2 separate regions of the Danio rerio genome follow, and region 1 is linked to region 2. The links are chromatin contacts, called in public Hi-C maps. All regions are on one chromosome and are shown on one strand. The core of a region is the stretch at or near the end of the contact, and the rest is flanking DNA. Distances in the headings are between cores, read along the strand shown.

Evidence for each region. Hi-C and Micro-C count contacts between places; a contact is called where the count stands out from the background.
Region 1: a Hi-C map of an unstated tissue shows a contact between it and region 2, with 2.1 times the contacts expected there. The contact joins two enhancer-like sites. A contact is called at or near these places in 2 of 18 Hi-C or Micro-C datasets (caudal fin and an unstated tissue) and 1 of 4 datasets of contacts at active chromatin or transcription factors (embryo).

Annotation. Positions count from the first base shown.
Region 1 is chr7:48,217,222-48,224,382 of GRCz12tu, forward strand. znf536 (zinc finger protein 536) reads left to right here. Exons shown (of 13, transcript XM_073907216.1): 12 at 3,831-5,531. Among named protein-coding and RNA genes, the nearest start is that of tshz3b, 360 kb to the right of the region's middle. Within about 2 kb of position 3,435, at least 3 of the 62 cell types and tissues checked have an H3K27ac peak or open chromatin away from gene starts, as enhancers often do.
Region 2 is chr7:48,031,219-48,038,000 of GRCz12tu, forward strand. The region is part of intron 6 of znf536 (zinc finger protein 536); the gene reads left to right. Among named protein-coding and RNA genes, the nearest start is that of znf536, 210 kb to the left of the region's middle. Within about 2 kb of position 1,888, at least 6 of the 62 cell types and tissues checked have an H3K27ac peak or open chromatin away from gene starts, as enhancers often do.

The DNA.
Region 1 (7,161 bases), core at 2,185-4,684, 190 kb after region 2:
GGCCCTTCCAATCAGGCTGAAACTATGCCGATGACATTAAACAAATATCCTGCCCTGATTTAAAGCAATCAGACATGCGGATGACACAAAGCGGGCCTCAATCCCGACGCCGTTATCCCATCACAATGGCGTTGCTTACTGAGGAGGCCAGGGCATTGTGCGACACAATGTTAGATTAATGACTCTCTAACGTCGGCTTGAAAGGAATGAAGTGAATTTAAATTTCTCCAAAAGTTAAAGAGCTAATGTTACAGTATTAATTTCCTCTCCAACAGTGAGCGGGAAAATATCCATTAGTGAAATTAAGCACAGTTTTCTAGGTAGCTAACATTGTGCAGCGTATAGTGTGGGGCCACAGCTAATGAACACTGCAGTGGGTGATATTTCATTATACAAATTAATGCTCACATTTTAATGGGAAAGTCACATAATGAATCTAGGCTTCAGTGACAGCAATTAGAGACACAGATTGTCCCCTTCTGGACAAGGCAGTATTTAGCAGTAAGCAGCTGTAGATAAAAAATAAAAAGGTCCTTGCTCCTGACAATGGCTACGCATAACTTGAGGCTATGGGAGAAGCAAGATGCCAGACGAATCACCTTTGTTTGAAGGGAGACAGAGGACAGACAGGCATCGGCCGTGCCGGTTCACCTTGGTGATCGGGAGCCATTACGCATCTTGATCGAGACTTGGACTGAACCGAGGAGAGTTGGCTTGCACGGCTGGATGGAGCTTTATGGTTGCATCGAACAACGTTTTAAAGGTTTGCTTTGAAGAGAGAGAGAGGGGGAGCCATTAAACTCAGGTCTGTGGTCAGTTGCTACTGTTCCAAACCATAAGCATTGTAAATTACAAAGGTCACTCGGCAGACTCCCGGTAGGAAATTTCAAGGTATTACTAGCGAGTCCTTTCCTGCTGCATGGTTAGTGGTTTTGTTCTCGTTCTTTTTGGTTTTGTTTTCGTTCCCTTTCGTAATGCGTATTTGCTAAGAACATGGCGAGTTAGTTATCTAAAAGTCTTTAAGATGAATGGAAGGATTGAAGTAATGGGGCATACAGTAAAGGGTAATTTCAAATGTAAATAGAAGTTGTGGGTATGATGTGGAGGGCTTGAGAACTCGAACACCTTGACATTCTTGTTTCTACATTTGGCGTAGATTATGGGGCGGAAAAAAAAGACATCTATTTTTCCAGTGCAGTCAATCTCTCTCTCTCTTTATCCCCCTGTGGAATGCAGGCTGTCTTTTTACCCTTCTGTAAAGCCATATGGAAATTCATCTTAAAGTGTGTCATATCTATTAACTGTTTTAATTGCACTTCTGTAAAGGCTGCAAGTGTTTACTCTGAACCGTTACTATGGAGTCATGACAAATCACACAAATCCATATGAAATCAGTTTGCGCTGGACTTCTTCAAGTGTTAAGTCTGAAAGCGCTCTGTTTGAAGTGAACTTGCAAAATGATAATGGATATGTACTACTCACAGTGAGAGGTCTCTGCAATTTATATAAAGCCTGTCACACTATAGCAGATGGCAATTTGATATGTATTTTTTCCTCCCTATTTTTATTAACGCAGTCCATCAGGCGTAAGAGTGAGCTTTGGAAACTTTTTTCTTTTTAGTTTTGCAGACTCTCATTGCAAAAGATGAAAAAATAATAATCTCTTTACCTCTCTGCCTTGGCGATCCATTTTGTTTCCCTGAGGTTGTGTTGTTTGTGTGGATATCAATTAAAAGTGGATTAACGGGTACATAATGACCTTTAGCAGTAAATTGTGTGTAATGTTGCAAGGCAGGATACAGTATATTCCCCAGATGTCACACGTGCCCCTGACGTATGATGGAGCAGATGTCTTACTGAGCCCAAATGGTGCACAAAGAACATGCCACACGCACAGAGACTTGCACAGGCACTTCAACACACCCTCACAACCAGCGATATGTTTAGAAATAGCAAAACATAGGCCTGATTGGTATGAATTTTAGTTTTTACTAAAAATTCGTAATACATTACCACAACATATGTCTTAATATGCTTTTTTTATTACAAATAAATTAAGACGTTATCAGTATTTTCATAATCAGGCACACAAGATGGGGTGGAGAAAAGCAGATCACTCTAATTGTACTCTAATTTTGGGTACAGAATATCATTCCTTCCAGTTAAAGGAACTGAAAATGATCATTTGCATCAAGGACGTTTCCTTATTGAATCACACCAAGCCTCTGTTATCCTGCTCAGAGGATAAGCAGTTATTGGGTTAAAAGCTCATCTTGTATGATGTCTTTTGAATATGCGCTTCAAACACTCTTGTGTAAAAGAACAAAAGACGGCTCCCTATCCCTTTTTTATATTCCCTTTCTCTCACCCTCTCAAATTGCCCTTCACTATATGTCCCTCCGTATGTTTGTTCCTTATCAATATAGTATTGAGTTTGTGTTTGCAATCCTTTATTTAGGAAGCTGTGCAGTGGGTCTGCAGATCTTCCATTCTTTTTCTGGAATGGCGCCCTCCAAATAATGATAAATTACTTGAGCACTATGCCATTTGCTAATTATATCCATGATTTACTACAGAGCCAGACTTAAATCATTCAATTCAGTCTTGCGTAACAATGCAACATTTTTTCTGGGTTAAAAAATGTTTTCCATGTGTATAATCTAAGCGTTTATAGCCGCGCACACACACACATTGACAAACATGCTTTTATTTTCATTTTCCCATATCTCTCGAAACACCCTCCCTCACTGTCTTTTTTTTTTCCCACCTCGCACGACATCATTTCATTCCTGAAACATTACAGGGACTCAAAAATCAAGCCTTGCATTTAGTTTATTGCTTATTGATCTTATAAATCTAGCTTTCATTCCGAGCCTATTCTAATTGTTGTCAGAATGTATTTTATATCGATATTGATTAGATCATGCAAATGCAATTTAGCCCCTTTCTCTTGTTAAAAGCTGCTCTCTTTTTGCTTTTAACAAGAATTCTTGTACATTTGCATGTGTTTCTAAACTGCCTGCATGCCTACTTTTACAGTACATTTCATGCTGGTTAGCATTTTGTAATCCGCAGTGTGAGGCTGCCTTGTGAGGAATGCTCATGTGCACCACATATGGTGTGTTTATATCATTTAGACTATCTTCGCTCTCAAATGAGGGACTTTTATTGGGTGCATTTTGGACTGAGGGGTCACAGTTGTCCTCCAGGGGGAATAGAGAGCTACTGTGGGGCTTGATTTATCCTCACAATGATAAACTGCAAATAGAGAATGTCCACAGAACAACTCCACCACCAAGGTAGAGGCTTGACAGCAGACAAGGCCAGGGGAGAGACAGAAAGTGAGAGAGAGAGAGAGAAAGACAGCAGAAACCAGCAGCACCACAAGCCTGCAGTTCCCCATGTGAACAGAGATAACATCCAGACAGTTTTGTTGTCAGTTGAAAATATGATCTCTGTAGTGGACTGAAGGCACCATATGGTGTTATGTTTTTTATGGCACTGACGTGAGTGATGGCTCACTCCTAGGATCTGGATTGAGCTGGATCGACCCGTATTGAAACTCCTCCCTCCTCTCAAAAAGGCTGATGGACTGTTTGCTAAGTGATGAATGTGGTCGAATGCTGCAGAATGTGAGATTTAAAGAGTCTTGACGTAATCCTTGACATGATTCCTGTCAAATATTTACATGTTATTTTTCTTTCTGCTCTTCTTCTGACAGGTGGAACGAGCCCAGAGTTCCTGCTGAGCTTGTTGGCACCTATATTATTACCTTTGTACTGACATCAGCTCCTGTCTGTCTTTGTTTCTTTCTATCACTCTCACTCTAGGTGAAAAGCCCTACAGGTGCCCTCACTGTGACTATGCAGGCACTCAATCAGCTTCCCTGAAGTACCACCTGGAGCGCCATCACCGTGAGCGGCAGAACGGAAGTGGGCCCTCGGCCAACCATCCTCCATCATCTGAACACAAGGATGACCACAACAAGAACAGCGGTGGGACAGGGGTTTTTGCTCGTCCTGATGTCCTTCGCGGGGTCTTCAAAGGCATGATGCCCTCTGGTCTTGACTTCAGAGGAGGTCAAATGCTTCCACACCAGTGGGCTCCACCAGGAATGCTCTCACCTAGAGACAGAGATCGTGAAAGGGAGCGCCATGGACCGGGGCCAGAGCCCACCACGGAGAACATGAAGAGTCCCGAGGGACCTGGTTCTGCAGCGGACAGTCCTGCTAGCTTCTCTGACCTCGGTCGGGCCTACCAGAGTATGGTGGGAAATGGAGTCAACTTCCAGGGCTCCCTTCAGGCCTTCATGGACAGCTTTGTGCTCAGCTCTATGAAGAAGGAGAAGGAAATGAGAGAGAGTCAGCTGCACGGTCAGCACTTTAGCCAGGAGAATGCAGAGATCAAGACCAAAAGATCCAGCGAGGCCAACCAGGAAGAAAATCCCACCAGTGACATTAAACCAGCTGAGGGTGGCCGTTCACAGTATGAGCCCCTGGATTTGTCTGTTAGGCCTGAAGCGGGGACCCTTCCTGGAACCTCTATCACCATCCAGGATAATGTCGCCTGGCATGGTTGCCTCTTCTGCTCCTTCACAACTGCCTCTGTAGAGTTGATGGCCCTCCACCTGCAAGCCAACCACCTGGGTAAAAGCAAATGTGGGCCAGGCAAAGATACTAAGGAGCACCTCATGGGAGAGCCTTCCCATGTGGGCAAAGCTACTGGCTTGGCTCCTCCACCACCAGGCCTTCTTCATCACCATGAGGGAGCCCCGTCCAGGGACAGAGAGACTGAGTCTGGGGATCCAAAGGGACAAGCAGGCTGGTCCAACCATCTGGATCAGCCCCCGCACGGAGCCTCCATGGGAGCATTCTCCAGTGACTTCTACAAGCCCTTTGGTCCTGTGTATGATGGCTCTGCTAGAGGGCCTGTTGGATATCTGGACCAGCAGCAAATTCAGCCTAACGACATGGGTGGTCAGGGCCCTTTGGATGACCTATCCGACAAGGCTTCCTGCAGTGAGATAGAGGCATCTGAGGAACACGGTGGCCAGTCTGAGGAGGATGAAGTGAGTCGTGACAAATCCTTACCCAACCCCACTGCGACAGAGAGACACATGCATTCAGATGACGAAGAGGAAGCAGATGAAGAAGAGGAGATGGAGATGGGTGATGCTGAGGAGGAGGATCGTGGATCCATGCAAATGCTTCCTCAATCTCCATTGTCAGGAAAGGACATCCAAAGATGCAAGCTAACTGTAGGCCCTCAAAGCTCAGGGCTTTCTCCTCCTCAAGCTCCCACCCCTGAGAAGCAGTGGCAGCAGCAAGCAGGCCTGGGTCTTCTATCTTCAAGCGGTGGTCCCCCTGGCCTGGTTAAGCCTGATCAACCCCACCTCGATCACCAGATGAACATGCTATCTGTCCTGCGGGCCTACAGTTCAGAGAACCTCGCAGCCTTCAACGGAGGTCTTGGTGGAAGCTCCAACGGAGGAAGCGGTGGCACCAGCAACATGAAAAGAAACGACCCCTCTGGTGAGTATGACAACATAAACCCCTGTTTTTGTATCATAAATCAATAACCAATGCCGTTCAAAATGACTCACTCTTATACATACACACTCCCTAGCAAGTAAACACATGATATACACTGCATTATGAGTCGCACATCCTCACTGCACAATCTGCTATTTCTTATTTGTGAACCAATTACACATGGAGACATTTGCTCACTGTCACCCTCATTGGTCAGAAGCGCACTAATACAGAAACTCTCTAAAGGGGCAAGATTTGCTTTTGAGCCATTTCAACCTTATTTCAAGCAAGTTTAGAGACCATCAGGAAGACAAAGTAACATATTAATCTTTATTATATTGTCATTTTACAAGAGCTCCAGTCCCACCCTCTCTTTCCAGCCTCTTTCTGGGAATAAGGGCGCCTGCTTTGAAACAGACCAGGAGCTGATGGTCCCTGTGTCATCTCTAGCACACAGAACTTAACTATCTTAGCTTTCATAAAGGCCTCTCCCAAAAGCCCATTACTTTATAAGAGTCTGGGATCTATGGCCTTGTGAAAAATGATCTGTCAGCTTTCATGATTCTGCTAAGGTTACTGGTGCTCCTTGAGACTTCTGTGTTTCACACTGCCCTTTCAGAAAATTTGGTGATAAAAAGAAAAAGAAAGTAACTGTGAATGAAAAAAGAAAGAGAGTAAATCTCCAGGAATTGAATTTGTAGTTTGGTTTGGCTGGCTGTAGTAGAAAGTAAGTGAGTGCCACAGCCTTTAGATGTCCTTTTGTAAGAGTATTTCTTACAGCTGAGAAATTACATTTGCTGAAAGAAAAAAAAAAAGTCTGATATACTTAAACACACCTATCATCCATTTTCATGTTCCTCCTAATATATTATTAATTAAAAAGACAACTAATTGTCTATGCGAGAGTTAAGATAGACGTTCTTAGTTTGATGCTTTACATTGGTGTTCTTACTTGAGCAAACATAGAGGAAGAAGGCAGATTTTCTTTTTTTTGCTCTCAGTAAAAGTCTTACTGCAAATAGGTGTAGGATTAAACTATTGCAAGTATTTTACAGGCATTTTATTAAGCTGCTTTGTTGTCGCAAATCATAATACTTACTTTATTTAATTTGGAACAATCAAACTGTTCATTCAAGACAGTTCATTTGTGTTGTGCTTGATTAGTAACCACAAATTCATCAACGCTGATTTGGGTAATACACAGTCAGTACAGATGTCAGTAAAATATTGTTAAATGTTAAATACTATTAATTTGTATTTAACAAATATAATATAATATATTAAATCGGGTGTATAATAATAATAATAATAATAATAATAATAATAATAGCAATAATAATAATAATAATAATAATAATAATAATAGCAATAATAATAATAATAATAATAATAATAATAATAAAATAATAATAAAAATAGCAATAATAATAATAATAATAGCAATAATAATAATAATAAAATAATAATAAATAATAGTAAAAATAGCAATAATAATAATAATGATAATAATAATAATTATTATTATTATTATTATTATTATTATTACTATGTTTATTATTTTATTATTATTATTATTATTATTATTATTGCTATTATTATTATTATTATTATTATTATTATTATTGTTATT
Region 2 (6,782 bases), core at 638-3,137:
TAAATAAAATTTTAACAATGTTAAACTTGCATTTTTGTCAAAACAAAATATTATGTTAAAAAACATGTATACAACTAGATTTTTCTTGTTTTGACACATTAAATAATTACATTTGGTGGCAAGCAGAAAACAATCCATTGGTCCAACCGTGCCATTGAAAAAAAAATAAATAAATAGTGTTTAGCCTTATATAAGTCTAAAAAGTCTTAAATTTGACTTCTGCATGAATCCTGCAGAAACCCTGTATATATGTTGCCATTCAAAGGTTTGAAGTCGGTAAGAATTTCATACTTTCATTTGATCAAAAATGACTAGACTTCTATTGAAAACTAGTTACTGCATGTTCTTTTGAGCAAGTCATTCTGAAAAAAAAACAATGTTTCATGGTTTCCACAAAAATATTAAACAGCACAGCCATTTTAAACATTGTTCATAAAAAGAAATGTAAAATAAAAGAAATAAATAAAACAAGGGCACTAAATCAGCATTTTAGAATGATTTTCAAATATTTCTATATTAAGGGTTTAAAATTTTGCTTTAAAAACACATAAATCATTTTAAAATATGAAATTGTAAACAAATAAATATATATGAATGAATGAATGAATGAATGAATATATAAATAAATAAATGAATGAATGAATGAGTGAATGAATACAAGGGCAGCACGATGGTGCAGTGGGTAGCACAATTGCTTCACAGTAAGAAGGTCACTGGTACGAGCCTCGGCTGGGTCAGTTGTCTTTTCTGTGTGGAGTTTGCATGTTCTCTCTATGCTTGCATGGGTTTTCTCCGGTTGCTCCGTTTTTCCCCACACGTCCAAAGACGTGCGCTATAGGTGAATTGGGTAAGCTAAATTACCCTTATAACATGCTGGATTAGTTGGTGGTTCATTCCGCAGTAGCAACCCCTATGAATAAAGGGACTAAGCCGAAGGAAAATTAATATATGAATTATTATTTCTGTATTTATTTATTTATTCACTCATTCATTCATCCATTTTCTTTTCAGCCTAGTCTCTTTTTTAATCTGGGGTGGCACAGCGGAATGAACCGCCAACTTACCCAACACTGGGAAACATCCATACACTCTCATTCACACACATACACTATGGCCAATTTAGTTTTACTCAGTTCAATTATAGCGCATGTCTTTGGATTTGTGGGGGAAACCGGAGCACCTGGAGGAAGCCCACGCCAACAAGGGGGGCAATAATAATAATAATAATAATAATTATTATTATTATTATTATTATTATTATTAATAATAGTAGTAGTAGTAGAAGTAGTTTCATAATAAAATAATAATAAATGCAGCAATTAATTAAATCACAATATTGCTATATTAATATAGTTTTTATTAAATAAAGCCTTGGTTTGCAAAGTACTTATATTATATTTACTTTAAAAAACATATGAAATAATCTTAAAGCTTAATGTTTGTGTTATACTATAAAAACAGAATATAATATTAAAATAAAATGCAATTGAACATAACTAAAATATAACTCCACTCTACATTAAAGACAATTCAGCATTTGCTTTCTCTCTTTTCCCACCCTATCATGATCTTTTTTAGATTCCATTGTCCAAGGCTAGTTGATGACCTAGAAAGATTCCTCCTTGCTGCTTAAATTAGTTGTTTCATACTTTTGTCACAAAGTCTGCGTTTTTTCACAGATAGCGAACATAACTGTTGAAGTGAGGTGAGATAGTTCGCTGATAATTTGACATGTTGCTACTGCATAGATATGTGTGGTTTTCTTTAGCAGACATTACATTCCTCTTTTTATTCTTGCTCTGCTATTGTTCTCCACAGCTCCTGAGCTGACATTAACCCACTAAAACAGGCCTTTGTTCTGGGTAACTGGAGAGCATTGCTAAGTGTACGCAGAGGTTGGTGTGACTGAACCACTTGTGCGGTGTGGCCGTGCCTTGCACTTTACGCTCGGCGTGATCCACAACAATAGCACATAATAGCAAAAGAGACCAGAACAGATAGGCCACTGATGGTGGGGATAGATAGCAGGTGGCATACTGGATATATACAGTGATTTCTTCCTTTGGAGTTTAAATACATTATTTTTGTAGTATTTTCCCACATGTGCATTAAAAGGCACCTAAAATTTAAATTTTCTTTTCTAAGCTGTTGGACAGAACTGTGTGTAGGTATAGTGTGTCCACAGTCATATTGGAGTGATATAAAGACAAATAAGTCTTTTATTTAAATTTCCTGATGTTAAAATAGGATCCAAATATTTCCCATTTTGAGGTCCACCGCAACATGACGTAGGGGTGCAGTTTCCCCGCCCCCCGAATTGCTTGACAGCTGCGTATTAACATGTCTCTGTAGTAATGAGTATAATCATATCAACAAGTGATGCGCAAAGCAACTGGGATTAAAAGATCCGTTCAGCTCTCTGTGATCATCAATCATCATCAAATGTGATCAAGGATGAGTTGTACAAGTTGAAAACGTTTTTAAAACAGTGTATGTTTGTAATGAGTTACAGCAATTTTACCGTCTTTATCACCACAGCCGCAAGTCAGTACAATTATAAAAGATGACGCTTCAATCCCTTTTTGTGGATGTAACTCATCGTTGCAGAAAGGCCTGAATTAGCTCCACAACAAATACATCAAACAATCATTGAGAAAGTTCTTACTTTCTCGCAGACGTTACATGAGATCTGCTTCCTTCATGTCTGTCACTGTGCTGTTTATCTGATGCAGCCAAGCCCAAGATTGAGGCACACTCTGACAGGCATATGGGAACGGTGAGCAAGAAGAGCTAGCAATAAAGGTACAGGCAACAAAAACAGCTACATCCAATATTCTGAAACGTATAATAAATAATCTGATGGGTTTTTTGAGCTGAAACTTTACAGACACTTATTTTATCTTAAATCTTGAAAAAGTGGGAAAATAGGTGTGCTTTAATGGAATGACTATATGCGACTCTGGACCACAAAACACAAAAGTTGCATGGGTATATTTTTTGGAATATCCAAAAATATATCATATTGGTCAAAATGATCTGTATAGATACAGTTGAAACCAAACTTTTTTTTTTAAATTACTCATGGTAAATCATACTAAACATTTACTATTTTAGGTCCGTTAGGATTACCTAAATGATTCACATTTGCTAAATGCCAGAATGATGAGATTGAGAATTGTTTATTAATTTCTGGACAGTCAAAAGTTTACTTTTGGTATTTTTTTTAGCTTTGCTTTTAAACTGTATAACTTCAACAAGCTTCTCAAAATAGTTTAAATAAATTTTGGCCCATTCCTCCTGACAGAATTGGTGTAACTGAGTCAGATTTGTTGTCTTGCTCACACAAGCTTTTTCAACTTTAGGATTGAGATCAGGGCTTTGTGATGGCCACTCCAAAACATTCACTCTGTTGTCCTTAAAGCACATGTTAACTAATTTGGCAGTATGCTTAGGGTCATGGTCTGTTTTGGACGACCTATTTGTGGCCAAGTTTTATTTCCTGGCTAATGTATTGAGATGTTGCTTCAGTATTTCTACATAATGTTCTTTCTTCATGATGCCATCTATGCTGGAAAGTGGACCAGTTCCTCCTGCAGTAAAACAGCCCCACAACATGATGCTGCCACCCCCATACTTCACAGCTGGGATGGTGTACCTAGGCTTGTAAGCTTTCTTCTTTGTCCTCCAAATGTAACATTGGTCATTATGGCCAAACAGTTCAAACTTAGTAGCATCAGACCACTGGAGATGTCTCCAAAAATTATTCATTTTTCCAGTGTAATTTAGCTAAATTTTAAACTGGCTTTTTTCCCCCATGTTGTCAAAAAAAGGAAGCAGTGTGTTTGAGGTTTTCCTTAAATACTATTCTACAGTTGTGCCGCCAATTAACTCAAATGTTGTCAATCAGCCAATCAGAAACTTCCAAACCCTCGACACCATCATTTGAGCTTTTTCAGAGGCATAATAATCTTATTGTATGTAAACTTGACTTTCAAGAAGTTATAACATTTTTTTTCAAAAATATCTCTCTCGTTATTCATCTATTAAGCATAACAGAAACAAATTTGATAATCCTAACTCACCTAAAAGAGAAAACGTTAAGTCACATTAACATCTGACTTTTTTTAAATGGTTATGTGTCTTTTTATACAGTGTATGTAAAATTCTGGTTTCAACTGTATTTCTTTTATGCCAAAAATCATTAGAATATAATGTAAATATCATGATCCATGTATAATTTATATGCATTTTCTGATTAGTACGATGCATTGCTAAACAATTATTTTGCTGTTTTAAATGTGATTTTTTAAATATTAAATTTTTTTGGAAACCTTAAAATTTGGATTTTTAAATAATTGAATCTCAACCAATATCCCAGCCTGATCTCACAAGGAAAACATAACTATTTTACTTTTTGTCAGTTTAGTGGCTAATTCGTACGAGTTCAGTTGTACAAAAATTTGTGGCACCCAACCCTGCGCCTAAACCCAACTGTCATTGGGGTCTGAGCAAATCAAACTAAATTATAGGAATAAGATTGTAGTAATTCATACAAATTAGCCACTGAATCAAAAAGTTATGCATTGCTGTGCGATTGTGTTGCCTATCCTAACAAACCATACACCAATGGAAAATTAATTTATTAATCTTTGAGGTAAAGTATAGATCTCAAAATATAAATAAAATAAAAATGTTTTCGTGGTCCCGGGTCACATATTGTTAGGGCCAGATGGAATCTGCTGGCATTTTTTGCTATTTCTGCGCAGAATTGTGTTTAAAATCTGCAGATTTATGCGGAATGATTTTGGGAGTATCATAACTAAAACTTCAATATGTTAAATAAAAATAATACATTTTTAACTTTTATTTAATGTTTACAATGCAAATTCAATTAGATCCATTTTATTTGGTAAAAAAAGCAAGTCTTATATTTTTACCAAAAAGACAGAAAATATTACTTTACAAACTGCATTGTAAATAATTCATATGAATATTTTCATATTAGTCAGAAATAGTACTGTAATAATTTTAAAACTGAAATTTAAAACTGTGTGGGCCTACATATTGGATTAGATTATTTATGTTAAGCTAATAAATTTACTGTACAGTGTTTGCAGGATATTTTTGGTTAGATATGCAAAAGTCCTAGGAATGTATAGTTACTAACAGCTACTTTTTGGGGTTTTAAAAGTTTATGTAAACCATCACATGTTATATTTAGGCTGCGTTCACACTTGGCTTGTTTGGTTTGATTAAAAACAAACTTTGTTCTGAATCCTCTGTCCAATAAGGGTTGGTTTGTAGAGTAGCAGAGTATAGGACACAAAAAAAGGCTTACTTAGCATTTATACATTTAATACAGAAAAGTAATTTAAGACAAAACCTACAAGAATAAGAATGTATTTTATTTTTGAATTAATTTATTATGTATTTTGTGAGCGCTACATGGTGGCGCAGTGGGTAGCACGATTGCCTCACAGCAAGAAGGTTGCTGGTTCATGCCTTGGCTGGGTCATTTGGCATTTCTGTGTGGAGTTTGCATGTTCACCCTGTTTTCGCATGGGTTTCCTCCGGGTGCTCTGGTGTCCCCCCCAAGTCCAAAGACGTGCTATAGGTACACATTTACAATACATTCTCTTAGTTTCCATTACAGTTCAGTGTAGGTGTCAGAAATGCATCTGCAGAAATGTAGCAAATCTTGAATTGTGAACTACAAAACCAGTCTTAAGTTGCACTGGTGTATTTTTGGGACTAGCCAAAAATACATTGCATGGGTCAAAATGATAGATTTTTCTTTTATGCCAAAAATCATTAGAAAAATATAAAGATCATGTTGCATGAATATTTATATGCATTTTCTGCTGTTAATGTATCAAAATTCAATGTTGTATTAGTTATGCGCATTGCTAAACACTTAATTTGCAAAACTTTAAAGGGGATTTTCTGATTATTTAAAAAAATTAGATTGTTTTTCCCTTCGATTCCAGATTTTTATATAGTTGTAGCTCAACTAGATATTCAATTTACTCAGCTTTGAAAAAACACACATTTCCAGATCCAGCCCAGAGTCATGTTTGTGTGTTTATTCATGCAATTATTGCTACTGTTTTGACTTTAAGACATTTATAGCATCTTCACGAGTTCTCCACAGATGCAAATCCTATCATACACAGTGGTCAGCATATATAAGTTACACCTCTCCCGAATCTGTCTTTTAAATTCATATTTTTAATAGGAAGCTATACAATATTATATTTGTGCATATACATTAAATTAGTCAGTAAAGCCAAACCCGGAGCTTATCTAACAAAATAACTTACCATAACATTTCCAAAAACGAGTACACCCAAATTTAAATGTTAAAGAAATTATTAAATACAAATTTAAACAAGAGGAAAAATCAAGAGAAGCAAAATAAAAAAGAAAAAGTTGTAATTTTGCTTGAATTTAATTGTATTCTCTTTCAATTTCTAAATATGTTTTGTGACTAAAATATTATTTTAATAAATATATCTTTTTAATAAATCTGTTTTGTTTAAATGCACCAAAATACATTGCCTATATTCACCGAGAAATTGAGAAAAATATTCATTTTCAAAAAAGGGTGTACTCAATTATTCACGTTATATGTCCACATACAATGTACATGTTTAGCCCAGCACACAGTATTATTGTAGATGCTTCGTAAGTTCTTTCACAAAATATACATATAAACGTTTTGGTTTGCTTGCATATTAGGTTAAATCTAAAAACAATACAGTATTATCAATCAGACTAAACAT